2 separate regions of the Sus scrofa genome follow, and region 2 is linked to region 1. Evidence: chromatin contacts called from public HiChIP or PLAC-seq data. All regions are on one chromosome and are shown on one strand. Each heading gives the region's core, a stretch centred on a gene start, on an enhancer-like site or on the middle of the called end of the contact. The rest is flanking DNA. Distances are from core to core; before and after follow the strand shown.

What was found. HiChIP or PLAC-seq counts read pairs in DNA pulled down with a chosen protein or histone mark.
Region 2: a contact with region 1 is called in an H3K27ac HiChIP or PLAC-seq map of skeletal muscle. The contact joins the promoter of PPP1R3C here to the enhancer-like site in region 1. A contact is called at or near these places in 1 of 5 promoter capture datasets (liver), 19 of 47 Hi-C or Micro-C datasets (adipocytes, embryonic fibroblasts, fetal heart ventricle and 9 more) and 1 of 2 datasets of contacts at active chromatin or transcription factors (skeletal muscle).

Annotation. Positions count from the first base shown.
Region 1 is chr14:103,236,303-103,242,786 of Sscrofa11.1, reverse strand. No RefSeq gene overlaps it. Among named protein-coding and RNA genes, the nearest start is that of PPP1R3C, 39 kb to the left of the region's middle. Within about 2 kb of position 3,471, at least 41 of the 83 cell types and tissues checked have an H3K27ac peak or open chromatin away from gene starts, as enhancers often do. A contact at or near this core is called in fetal skeletal muscle, liver, omental adipose tissue and 3 more, where this site is marked.
Region 2 is chr14:103,276,300-103,282,783 of Sscrofa11.1, reverse strand. PPP1R3C (protein phosphatase 1 regulatory subunit 3C) reads left to right here and starts at 4,027. Exons shown (of 2, transcript XM_005671280.3): 1 at 4,027-4,904. The coding sequence starts at 4,891.

The DNA of each region.
Region 1 (6,484 bases), core at 2,222-4,721:
CGTGAGGAACAGAGTTACACAAAAGTGCCTGATATGCATAGTGAGCAACACCTGTTACCTCTTGCTGACACATATGATCACTTCCTTCAGAGGGGCCAAGCGCCTTGTGGGACAGCTTCCCCTACTTGGAACTGTTGAAGCCATTTCTTCTCTTCTTTTGTAGAGCTAAGCCTCTTTTGCTTTTTTTTTTTTTTTTGTCTTTTTGCTATTTTTTGGGCCGCTCCCACGGCATATGGAGGTTCCCACGCTAGGGGTCCAATCAGAGCTATAGCCACTGGCCTACGCCAGAGCCACAGCAACTCGGGATCCTAGCCGCATCTGCAACCTACACCATAGCTCACGGCAACGCCGGATCTTTCACTCACTGAGCAAGGGCAGGGACCGAACCAGCAACCTCATGGTTCCTAGTCGGATTCGTTAACCACTGTGCCACGACGGGAACTCCCTCTTTTGCTTTAGATTGAGGTAAAGCACACACCCAGGTTCAGGTTCCCATTCTGCCACTCCCTGGATGTATGACTTGGGTGAGCTGTTGGTCTCTCTCAGCTGCTGTTTTCTCACTTGTGAAATGAAAATAACAATATATCCCCTTATAATTTTTGGGAGAATAAGAAGCAAAGTATGTAAAATGGCCAGGGCAGTGCTTGGATCAAATCTATCATGTGATATTGAGTACATGCCCCTCTCGTCTCGGATCGTAAGTCCTCTGCAGGCAGGGACATGTCCCAGTCACTGCTGGCCCAGGGTTGGCAGGAAGAGGGGCTTCAGCAGTTGGTGATGGGAATTCTTCTTTCCCCGGTTCTCAGGAGATTTGGCTTGAAGTCTGTAACATTAAGATCCGATAGCAACTTAAAAGATAAACAACCCCAGAATAGGTTTTTTCGGCATTAAACAGAGCAACTTTCGAATGGGTCATGTAGGAAAAAACAAAAATCTTCACTATGTTGTATAGAGGAAGGCTCACAGGATATGGTTCACTCTGGAAAGATGTACTGAGGATTTCAAACTGAAGGCAAATACATTCATAGTAAAAACATTACATATGATCTGCTAATTAAAAAAAAAAAAAAAGAAAACAGTGTCAAACAAAAACACTCGGATAATCATATCTCTGTAAACCTCACTCGGAGGCTCGGTTTCCGTTTTTCCAAAGTTTCAGGGCTGGATTAGTCCATGGGCCTCACAGACTTTGATAAGATGTTGGCCTTCCCCCTAAATAGAGGGGAAAGCCACTAGTGTTTTAAGCAAGAGTAGGCCATGATCTGATTTATGTTTTTTACAGCCTAGACTTTTCCTCACCTTTCCTGTGCTATTACTGTTCTCCATCCTGCCTTTTGTGCTTTATCTCCTGTCAGTTTTTCTTTCTACAGAGCCCCCGTCCCACTCTAGCCTCCCTTCTCTGAACGCAGAGCATTTGCTGGGATCCTAATCGCATTCTGCCCCATGACACGACCTGCTATTATTATCTTCCGCACATGTTCATTCATTCATTCGACAAGCATGTATTGAACAGCTGCAGTGTGTTAAGTGCTAGGGACATGGAGATGATTAGGACAGGTCTCTGCTTCCCAGGAGCCTGCAGCCTGAGGCGGGGGGGCAGGGAGCCGGGGGGACAGCTATATAAACAAATCACTGGGGGCCGTGGAGTAAGCCAGTGATAAGCATGGCAGGGTTTTATGAGATCCAAGATAAAGGGAGGGGGAATGAGGCAGGGTGGACAGGGCCGGGGGTAGCGGGGGGAGACTTCCTGCAGAGAGGAGGCCGGACTGGGAGGGAGGGTGAAGGGATGGGATGAGAGGGGTGGAGGGAAGCAAAGGATGGGCAGGAAGAGGAGGCGGAGGGACTGCGAGCAGCATCTAGTGGAAGGCTGAGAAGAGTAGATGAGGCCACTACTCATCTACTCATCATGGCACAAAACAAACAACATGACACCCAGGATACCTGCCGTCTCCCAGGGGAACTGAGCCAGGTGACCACCACAGCTATGCGGGTGTCATTGATTTCTTCACTGAAATGCCACCCTGGGGATACCACAGGGAGCAAAACAAACACACACTCTGTGCTCAGGGCCTGTAAAAGACTAGCTGGTGGCCTGGTGGAGACCAGGTATTGGGGGAGCAGGCGGCGGGGGGGGGGGGGGCAGAAAAGAGCCTTGACCCAGCTTCAGGGCCCAGGGAAGGCTTCCTGGAAGCGGTGTCCTCTGGTCAGCTCCCCTTCTCAGATTTTAAGGAGGAGTGAGAAAGGTGTGTGCAGAGAGAGAGAGAGAACACCATCACCTTTCTTCTGAAACCCTCAGCCTCCCAGGCCCAAGAAATGAAACCCCAGGCCCAGACTGGAGGAGAAGATGGAAAATAGGCTGGAAAAGGCCTGCAGAGCAATGCCGGTTGTTCTGTGGTCTTCCTGGCCGTCCCCTGGAACATGGGCCTGTTTTGCAAACACAGCAAGTTAGGTCAAATATGTGCGGTTTGGCCCTGGCTCAGCCAACCCAACTCTCTAAGCAAATAGCAAAACTTTTTTTCTCTTTTTTTCCTAAACGCAATTTTCTCTGGGTGCATAATTTATAGAACTCCAGCGAACTGCAGTTTGGCTTTCTTCCCAAGAAGGGAAAACATCTCCTCAGATTTTCCACACACCCGCCTCATTCTGCTGGCTGCTGGCCAAGACTTCCCAGGAGGGTGGGGGCAGGGCTCCTGCCACTCTGGAGAAAGGCAGGGGTGTACCACCACCCGGAGCAGTGTGGGCAGCGATCCCAGGGGTCGTGGCCACCGTGGTGCTGGTGGGCGTTCATAACAGGGGTAGGAGGGAGGTCAGGAAACTGTGCCAACAGCAGGGCTGCTAGAAAACTACGCTGGGGACCAGTCGACCCAGGAAGAGCCTGCCACTGTTGACAAAGCATCTTCTCATCTCGCCTGAGTCTCCCAACAGCTCCACAAGGAGGGTAGGACACATATAATTACTATTCCCATGTAACCGATGAATTGCTAAAAGGGGGAACAGGTCACTTGAAATTAGCCTGACTCAAGTTAGAATCCCTCCTCTGCCACTGAGTGACCTTGGGCAACTTGCAAAACCTCGTGCAGTCTCATCTGTTTTAGCAGGAACAATGACAGCGTTTCCCCGAAGGGGCTGTGCTGAGGGTTGAATGAGGTACAGCATGTAAGGAGCCCACTCCATGCCCGGCCCCAGCGGATGCTCTCTTGCTTCAATTACAATGGCTGGAGAGGGTTCCTGAGTCCTGGGGGCACTGCTGGGACTGCGACCCGGTGTTTGGACTCTCAGCACGGCCTTTTATGCTGCCTGTCACCCGTGTGCCCATGGGCCCAGCCCATCCCGAAGCAGAGGCTGCAAGCTTTCCTTTGCATTCCTAGCTGAGAGATCCCGGCTGGGAGCTGAGGAGTCCTGAGGTCCAGTAGGTCAGTCCTTAAGTCCAAATGCCTGTCATGCTCTGTGGGGGCAAATAGCTTTAGAAACTGCATAGCTCGTGAAACTTAAGCTTCAGAACATGAGCTCCAGTTCACAATCAGCCTGTTTCCTCTTATAGTCAAGGGCGAGCATCCAGATCCCCCTTCATTTATCATTGTCATTGCTGCTCAGAAAGGTCAGTGAGCATTCCTCTCGGTTGCTTCCAGCCACTTGGCTCTGGGCAGTGATTCCCACAGAGAGACTTAGAGGCTCTGAGCCTTACACATAGTAGGCATTCAAGAATGTTTGCTGGGAAGTGCTCAGGCAGTGCCCCCATTAGGGGTGGGAAGTTTGTGTCATCACAGCATATATAGAAACAGCATTTCCCCATCTGGACCAGTTCAGTAGGTACTCTGTTATAGACCCGGAGTGTTCCCCCAAGGAAAATTCTACAGACTGTACATATATTTTCTCTGCCTGACCCTCCCCTCCTCCATGGCTGGCTCCTTACTCAATCCTCAGTCTAAATGTTGCTTGCACAGGGGCCTTGTCTGACCATGCCCTCAAAGGTGACCCTCCCTGACTCACCCAAGGAGTATCTCTCATCATCTTTCATGGTTCTCACTGCCTCAAGAGATTTGTTTATTGTCTTCATGACTGGAACGGGAGCTCCGTGAGAGCAGGACTGAGTCTGTCTTGGTCACTGCGGTAGCTCCAGAGCCTGGCATACAGCCGGAGCACAATAATTATTTGTTTAATGGATAAAAGAAACAAGCTTAAGATCATGGGATCCAATGCCTTCATTTTGCAGAAAAGTGAGACCCAGAGGGTTTTAAAAGTTAGTTGCCCAATATCAGTCCACTTGCCCCAGACACCCCTGCTGTGAGCTTTCCCCCAGTAGCTTCTTTCTTAATTCTCAAGGGTCTCTGGAATCAACAAATGGTAATGGCCTGCCTTTCTGTCTAGGAAGGACAATTTTCTGTTTTGGAAGATCTACAACACCAAAAATATCCGATGTGCACTCCAATAAGCTAAAGGACAGTTTGCTCACTTGGGCTGAAAATGGAAAACACACAGATGCACAAAGAACATTCTGAAAAGAAATTCAAATAGGCTAACATGTGGGTAAGGAAGGAGCACATAAAGTGACGTCATCTTGTCAGGAGTCAGCCTGCCAGGGAAACGCGGTAACTGCGTTGTATCTGCGGAGGTGGGAGGAGACGCTTTCCCGTCTAGATTCTGGAGGAGGAATCGGGGGCGCGTGGAGCATCAGCTTGGGGGGTGTGGGCTGGTGGCTTCCTCATGGAGTAATTCCAGGACTAGCTCTGGGGAGGCTTGTAAAGGGTCCAGCACAACACCTGCTCAGTCCGGGGTAGCTCTGCTATCCTCCCTAAAGATGGATGATTCTAGCTGAGAACTCGCTTGCTTCTGAGTTTCACTGACTCCCACTGGTTTCCTCTTATTTATCTCAGGGGAGATGACAGGAGATGACTCACACCAAGCAGCAGAACGAGCCAGCGCTAGCTCTGGTAAAAGGTTATGCGGAGCAGTAAGGAGCTAATAATAATGATTATAACAGCCACTATTTCATTTATGCTTCAGTCTCTGAGTCCCAGGCAGTTTGCTAAGGGCTTAGGTGTATTATCTCATTCAAGTGTGTATAAGGTGGAACTATCTTTGTCCTGCTTAGTGCATAGGAGACAACTACTCAATCCTATGAGGAAGGAACTATTTTTATTTCTCTTTTACAAATGAGAGAGAATACATATGGCGAGGTCAAGTGGCTTGCCCAAGGTTACCCAGCTGGTAAGGGACAGCCAGAATTCCAAATGGGGCACATGGTCTGAGTGCAAATGTGATATAAAGTGCAAAGAGTGATATGGTCCGGAAGGGGCAAGAGAGTGGAAGGGGCTTAAGAGACAAATGACTATGTACAAAATAAATGGGCTACCAGGATGGATTGTGCTATACAGGAAATAGAGCCAATATTTTATAATAACTGTGTAAGTGGACTGAAACCTTTACAAATTGTGAGTCACTACAGTGTACATCTGAAAACATATTGTACATCAATGATACCTCAGTTGAAAAAGAGTTGATCTAGGAGGTTGCAGGTGACAGCCAAGGTAAATTAGAGGTGGTAGGGTTTTGGTACCTGGCGATTGCCGGTGTTATGTCTAGCCTCTTGCTTTTGCTAATTGACTACAACAAACATCTCCCAAGAATTCACAGGATGCATGGTTATAAATGAAAGGAAGTAGGTTTTAAGAGAACACACTGTCATAGTTATGAGGATCCAACGAAGGAAATTTCCAAGCACTGAGCATTCTGTGCTCTCAGCATGCCGCCTTGCCCCAAAACACAGGGACTGCATTTATTTGTCTTTGATTAAGTGAAAACGTGTGGAAGCCCCTGGAAGATCTTCCCCAGTGCCTGGTACAGAGTAGGCACTTGATTGATGGATACTTCCTTCTTACCTTTATTTCACTAATGCCTAGCTCAGTGCATGGCACACAGGAGATGCTTAATGTAGTAGTTCATTGCTTTTTGACTCCTAAGCACCTGTTACTTAATAAAAATGTTTATTGAAGCTCCGTGCTAAGCATTTCCAGGCACTATCACTCTGGCCCTAACACTTACCTAGTGAGTCAGTATAGTTAACCCCTCCATTTAACAATGAAGTTCCTTTAAGAGAACACAGGTCCACAGAGGTTTAATACTTGGCCCAAGGAAACTGAACTATCAAGCTGGTACATGGCAGACTCAGGGTTTGAATGAATGGGGTCTCAGAATCTCCTCTCCTGGTTTCCATAGTGACCAAGGAGGATGAATGTTACTAAGTTGCCAAAGCTCAAGAAGCTTGACCTTGTAAGAAATCTTATTTCTTTCAAAAACTATCCATATCATCTCTTCTAATATTTCCATGGTTAATTCAACCTAGATTAATGTTTTAAACCATTGACCGATTTCTTAACCTACCCTCTTTCCCAATCTTCATATAATCTGATGCTTTTTGTGTGTGTGTGACTTCTCACTCTTCTAGTAGACCAGAGAGCGTTTCCAGGGGTACACATGCTCCAGG
Region 2 (6,484 bases), core at 2,778-5,277, 39 kb before region 1:
CAGTCAGATTATCATTTAGTTCTTTGCTAATTTCATTTTGCAGTGCTTGGATCTCTAGTTTTGTTCAAGAAAGCACAGGAGAAGTTAAAAAAAAAAATCACATTGTCTCCTTTGATCATTCCCACAAACTCTCCCTGCTAGAATCCTTGTCTCTAGTGAACAGCCCTCCTTGCTATTACCCTGCATGTCTTGGTCCTCTTTGGCCATCCTGGCCCTGGAGGCCTCTCCTTTCTCTAAAGCCCTGAAGCACACTTGGCAAAGGTGCATTAGGTTCATACAGCCACTCAGCCGACTTGCTATATGGTTACTCGTATTTTTACCCCTATGTCCTTCACAATAGATTATTAGAGAACTCAAGTGTTTTGTTCTTTTTTGTCCCCCCTCCTCTCTCCTTCTTCACTTCACCTGAGATACCTCACATGTCTCAGGTAGTGTCTTACACTTTCTTTAACCACTTACTCTTGGTAGCAATGATCATGCCTCCACAACTGTACCCAGATTATTCTCATAGGGATGTTTTAGAAGCAGAGATTTTTAAAGCCTAAACAAATCCAGGCAGTGAAAATTACACTTGAAAATCTTTCAGTGCAAACAGAATGGCCAAGAGCCTAGTCTATTCAGTAACACTTTTAACTCCTTCTCTTGCCCTCTGGGAATATGTCTTTTGCATGGAATAGTGGGCTGCTAATACCATTTCAACTGTGATTTCATTTACTTGTTCACTGGTTGAGTCACACAGCTGGATTCCTATCATCTAAATGCCCTACAGATGTTACTCCACCACATTTAAATCCTTCGCATTTCCCAAGTCTCACTTCCTTCTTGAAGCTTCCATAAATATACCTCAGGGAGTCCTCCCCTTTTCTGAATCTCCCTGGCCTTCTACAGAGCATCTTTTTGGGTCTTGGTGGGTACCAGTGTGGTGCTTGTCCTTTTCACAGCAATTTACACACTGAGAGTGTGGACTCCAGACGCTTTGAAATGTGGCCCTGCCATCTACCAGCTGCATGATCTTGGACAAGTTACTTAAACTCCCTAGATCTCCTCAGTTTTCTCATCTTGAAAGGTGGTTAATCATCATAGTTTCGACCTCATAGGATTCTTATAAATGTCCTATGAGTTAATATTTGTAAAGTGCTTAAAACAGTGCCTGACCTAAAGTAAGATTTATACAAGTCTTGTTGTTGCTGTTGTTGTTTTTAAATTATACTCCTTCACCTAATATTGGTGTTCCCATCCAATGTGGCTAAAGAAGGCAGAAGGAGTTAGTGGAAGAGAGAGCTTACTGTTCACAGAGACTTGTGAACTGGCTCTCCTCTTTTCTCAAAAATAGAAACCCCAGTTTGTTTCATCAAAATGAGAAGTTCTCCATCTCACTAACTCTGCAGGGCAGGGCTTGAAGATCAGTCACATTGTTCATCCTGTTACTATTAAGGTGGGTTAAAAAGTACTGACATTTTATGTTAGTAGCTGTAAAGTTGAATATTCAAGCACTTTCTTGATTGGGCACTGAAAAAAAAAGGCAAGGTTGGAGGAAATGAGCTGGCAACCTGGGACCCCTCACCCCAGAGTGTTTTTCTCACAAGGGCCTATCTGGTAATGTTTTGGGTGGAGCTGGAAGAGACCCCTTTGCTTAAGCCACACAATCATCAGCCCCTTACATTGCAGCACCTAACAATGTTCCCTGGGAGTTTAAATTTGGTTTTCTATAATTCATATTGTAGCATTCTCAAAGTCAAGAGGCTGTGGCTCATGAATCCTTGTAACCCCTAACATAGCTAGAGACACCACACAGATCAAGAAGCCCTTATTCGTAGATTTATTGTTAAGATGGGAAGGGCAAAGCAATATTTGGATGCTATCAAACCACAGTTGGATAAAACCTACAAATCATAATAAAATTCCACACAGTTTCTAATGTACTGTGTCTTCAATGGTGTAACACCCAGCTAAGAATTAAGATTCTATTCCAGTCCCTCTCATCCCATAATGATGGGCAGTAAAAGCTAGGAGGGAGATAGAAATGAGGGGGCTGATTCTACTAGATGAAATAAGTCAGAGAAAGACAAATACTGTATGATCTCAACTATATGTGGAATCCAAGAAAGCTGAACTCGTGGAAACAGACAGTAGAATGACGGTTACCAGGGGTTGGGGGTGGAGTGGGGCAATGCGGTACCAAGAGTACAAAGTTCAAGTGCTCTAATTGCAACATGGTTAATAATACTGTATTATACACTTGGAAGCTGCTGAGAGAGTATACCTTAAATGTTTGCACCACAGAAAAGAAATGATAATTATATGACGTGATGGAGGCTTTAGCCAGCACTGTGGTTGTAATCATTTTGCAATATGTAAGCGTACCAAATCAATTCCTTGTACATTATAAACTTACATAATGTCATATGGCAATTACATCTCAATAAATCTGCGGGGGGGGAGTGGGGAAGAAATGAGAGGTCTGTATCATGCAATTTATTGAGGCTCGCCCTTTCTTGGAAAGAGCCCTGTTCCCCTGAATTCTATTTTGAGTTTGGAGAGGTGACTTTTATGGCATTAGTCAGCACCAGGGGGCAGAAGAGATAGCAGCTTGAATGGAAAGAAGCCCAAACTCAAAAGGTCTCTGTGAGTCAAGGCAGGAAGCATGTGAAAGCTTCCAATACCGTTCCTGGAATTGGAAAGTCTTAAGTTATTTAAAAGTGGTTTCTCAACTACAGAAGAAGTCCATGTTCATTGTAGAAAAATTTAAAAAGACAAAAAACAAAATAACAAAGAAAAATTTACTTACTCAAAATCTCACCATCCAAAAGTAAGCACTGTTAACGTTTTGGTAGAGCATATTCTATTTTCTATGTGTGCACATCTTACCACTAAAACAAGATCACAATACTTTTTTTTTTGTTTGTTTTTTTGTCTTTAGGGGGCTGTACTGGTGGCATATGGAGATTCCCAGGCTAGAGGTCTAATTGGAGCTGTTGCTGCTGCCTATGCCAGAGCCACAGCAACACCAGATCTGAGCCGCGTCTGTGACCTACACCACAGCTCATGGCAATGCGGGACCCCCAATCCACGAAGTGAGGCCAGGGATCGAACCCACAACCTCATGGTTCCTACTCAGACTCATTTCCACTGTGCCATGACAGGAACTCCAGGATCACAACACATTCTTACTTTATGTTTCCCCATAACTTTAATTCGTAATAGCCACTCTTTAGCTCAACATAGGATTGTGAGTAGAGGAGAAAAAACCTCAACTCAGTGTCCTAGTTTTGACTCTGACCTAACCAGCCCCTGGCAAGCAGCTCAGCTTCTCTAAGCTTTAGATGCCTCATCTGTGAAATAAAGCCTCTGAAGCCAGTGATACCTAAGGTGCCTTCCTTTTTTTACCATTCTAATCATTGAGAAGTACTTAAAGGAAATGTTAGCAGAGTAAAAACTAAAACTGAAGGCAAGGGCACTTACTTGAGAGCCACCACAGGTTGAACACACACCAGTCACTATGCTGAGTTTTCCCACCCATACAATTTCATTTAATTATCAGAACAACTTCACTATCTCCATTTTACAGGTGAAGGAGTTGATGCTAGAACTTGCCTAGACTCCAGTGTCAAAGACCGTGTCCCTTCAGTTAGTTTTGGTTGGGCTGAGAGGCCAGCAGATCTGCTCTGAGGTGGATGTTTCCTTTCAAAAAAAATCAAGCCCAAGCATTAAGTACCTTCCCCAGGGCTATTTAGCATGAGTTTCCTTTTCTTTAATAACTCCACTAACAATTCTACTGTTTGAGAGTGATTTAAAAGACACAGAGATTTTTGTACATTTTACATTGTACATTTTGTACATTTTAGAGGACTACTGGATAACTAAGAGAGCAGAAAAAGGACAGGGGTTTTATAAAAATAATTTAAACTCGACTTAGAAATACAATTTTATGGTTGTAACTGATGGTCGAAAACCCCCCCAAACTAAACAAAATTACGAAACCTCAGAGAGGGTAATTGGCTTGGGAGAGTCATGAAACTCGCAGTGTGATATTTTAACATTTTGGTTTTCACATCACTGCCAGAGGACATCAGAACAGAATTGAGGGATTTGGATTGACCACTGGTTTTGTGGCTGACTGGCCGCATGAGCGAAAAAGAAAGCCATTTCATTCCTGGCTTTAGTTTTCTCTTCCAGGGAGAAAAACTGAAGAAATGGTCGCAATACAAAGTGTCTTTTAATTAAATGCTGCCTTACTGTCTTATAGGGTTAATATGGTTTATTAACACTGGTTAGATAGGCAGTCTATTTGTGGGTTCACGTTAACACCAAGATGTGACCGACTGCTCAGGCCAAGGAGAGGGAGAAGATGAGCTGATGCACCAAGCAATGAACAAGATAAAAATTTCAAATACAAATGCATTTGGAACGAGCCACAACGTTCTGCACTAAGATTTTACCGTGCACAGAAGCCTTTAGAAGCGAAAGGGATCTCTTTGCGCCGCAGTCCCGCGGTGCTGGCGCCCGGCCCGGGGGAGGGTTTAGGGCTTTCTCTTCTGGCTTGCACCCGCTACGTGCGCCACGGGGTTGCCTCCGCGGCCCCTCGCCCGGGGTTCGCGTTACGCGGCTCGGGCCAGCTGTCCCAGGGGTACCCCGGCGCCCGCGCTTCCCGCACTACCGCAGTCACGTCCACGGGGCCGGGGCTCGAGTCCCAGCTGAACGCTGGTTGGTCGCGCCCTCGAGCTCGCGGCCTGGTGATTGGTCCCAGCCGTTGGCTCACGTGGTCGGGAGCAGATAAGCGGCCTCTCGGGCGCCGCACCCACAATCCGCCAGAGCTGCCGCCCAGTGGGTACCGCGGGGAGCCTGGTGCGAAATTACGCAGGTAGTGGAGTGCCGCCGCCCCTCTGCCTGATGAGCTGCACCAGGTAGGTTCCCTGCAGACTCTCCGCCTGGGCTCCGAGAGAGCGCGCAGCTGGGGGGAGGTTGGGCTGCGTTTTCCTTCCGTCATCACTGCAAATGGAGAACCCAGGAGAGGGCAAGTAGACTGACTGCTGGCACCGGGGATAACTCCAAGGAGTGGAGATTTCCCATGTGCTTTTTAGGCAGAGCTGGTGTTGGTAAATGGCATCTTAAACCAGAAACTGTCCTAACGTGAGTCAGCTTTAGTTCAGATTCCGTAAGGGATTCTGACCGCATCTTTTTTGTCCCGCACAAATGCCTCAAGGACTAGGACAGCTTAGCTCGTGGGTACAGCGCTCTGAGACTGCTGGTTGGATTGTTTAGCTTTGGGGAAAAACTGCAGGACGATGTTTGCACTCCTGGGTGTTCAGCTCTTCTTATGACGGTTTGCCATAGCAAACTCGGCCTCAGAGTGTGAGCAAATGATTATTTTTTTTAACTCTTGAGTAGGACTTAAAGTTTCAGAGAAATCGCCATATTCAAAAACTGTCTTTCTATAGGTGCAAAAAGTGAAAATACGAAACAGGATCCCCGAAAGAAAGAAAGACAGGAAAAAACCTCCCTCAAACTATTTAAATAGCTTCTCCAGGCATAACTTAGCAGAAGACTTCTCTAAAAATCCTGCCTGTTAACTATTATTAGACCCACAAATGTAGCTTTCCTCTTTCATTTGTTTGTTCTAAGTTTGTAGGTCTCCCAGAAAAAAACCCAGGATTAATAAAGTAAATTCTCTGAGTGTTCTTTTATTATCCATTTTATGACCGAGACCATTTGCCTATATGCTTAGAACTGCTGCTGGCTTACTAAAGCCAGATTGAAGTCACATAATATCCATGCACCTCTTATCTGAAGGTAAAAAATGTCCATAAGCTTGGCAATATATTCTCAGGGCTAAAGGCCAGAAAAAATACTCTTCTTGATGGACACTTCTTTAGAATAGTTTAAATTTTTAAATAGTTTTTGTTTAAATTTTTAAATAATTTTATCTTTCTGGTTATAAATAGCCATTGCCAAAACATTGGAAAATACCAAAAAAGTACAAAGGTAAAAACAGGTCATATATCACCCAGAGATAATGAACTTTTTTTTTATGTTTCCTATTAAACTTTTCAATATGTGTAAGTTCACATATATGGCATATATTAAAAACGGCCTAATTTTCAGGTCACCAGGTTTTTTTCCTCTTATATGTGGACTTGACATGGGTGTCTTTCTGTGTGAAATACAGATTATATAAAGTTTTTTCCTTAAGTGCACAAATTGCTGACTTGCCCTTGAGCTAGTTATCTATGTAAAATGAGGAAGAGCATGATAATGAAAGTGCAATGGTAATCCTCTGATTCACTCTTTCTAGCCTCTCACTCTCAAAACTATTCCATGAGAATTTTTACTGCTCTTTTTCTCTTTTCAGGCAGATGACTGTGCCAGAGAAGTGTAATCAATTCAATAGCAAAATGATCAAAAGCCAAGGGAACATGGTCTGGAACTATGGTTCTAGAACCTATCTGGTCACTAGATCACCCGAGAAGCTTTAAGAAAATATATA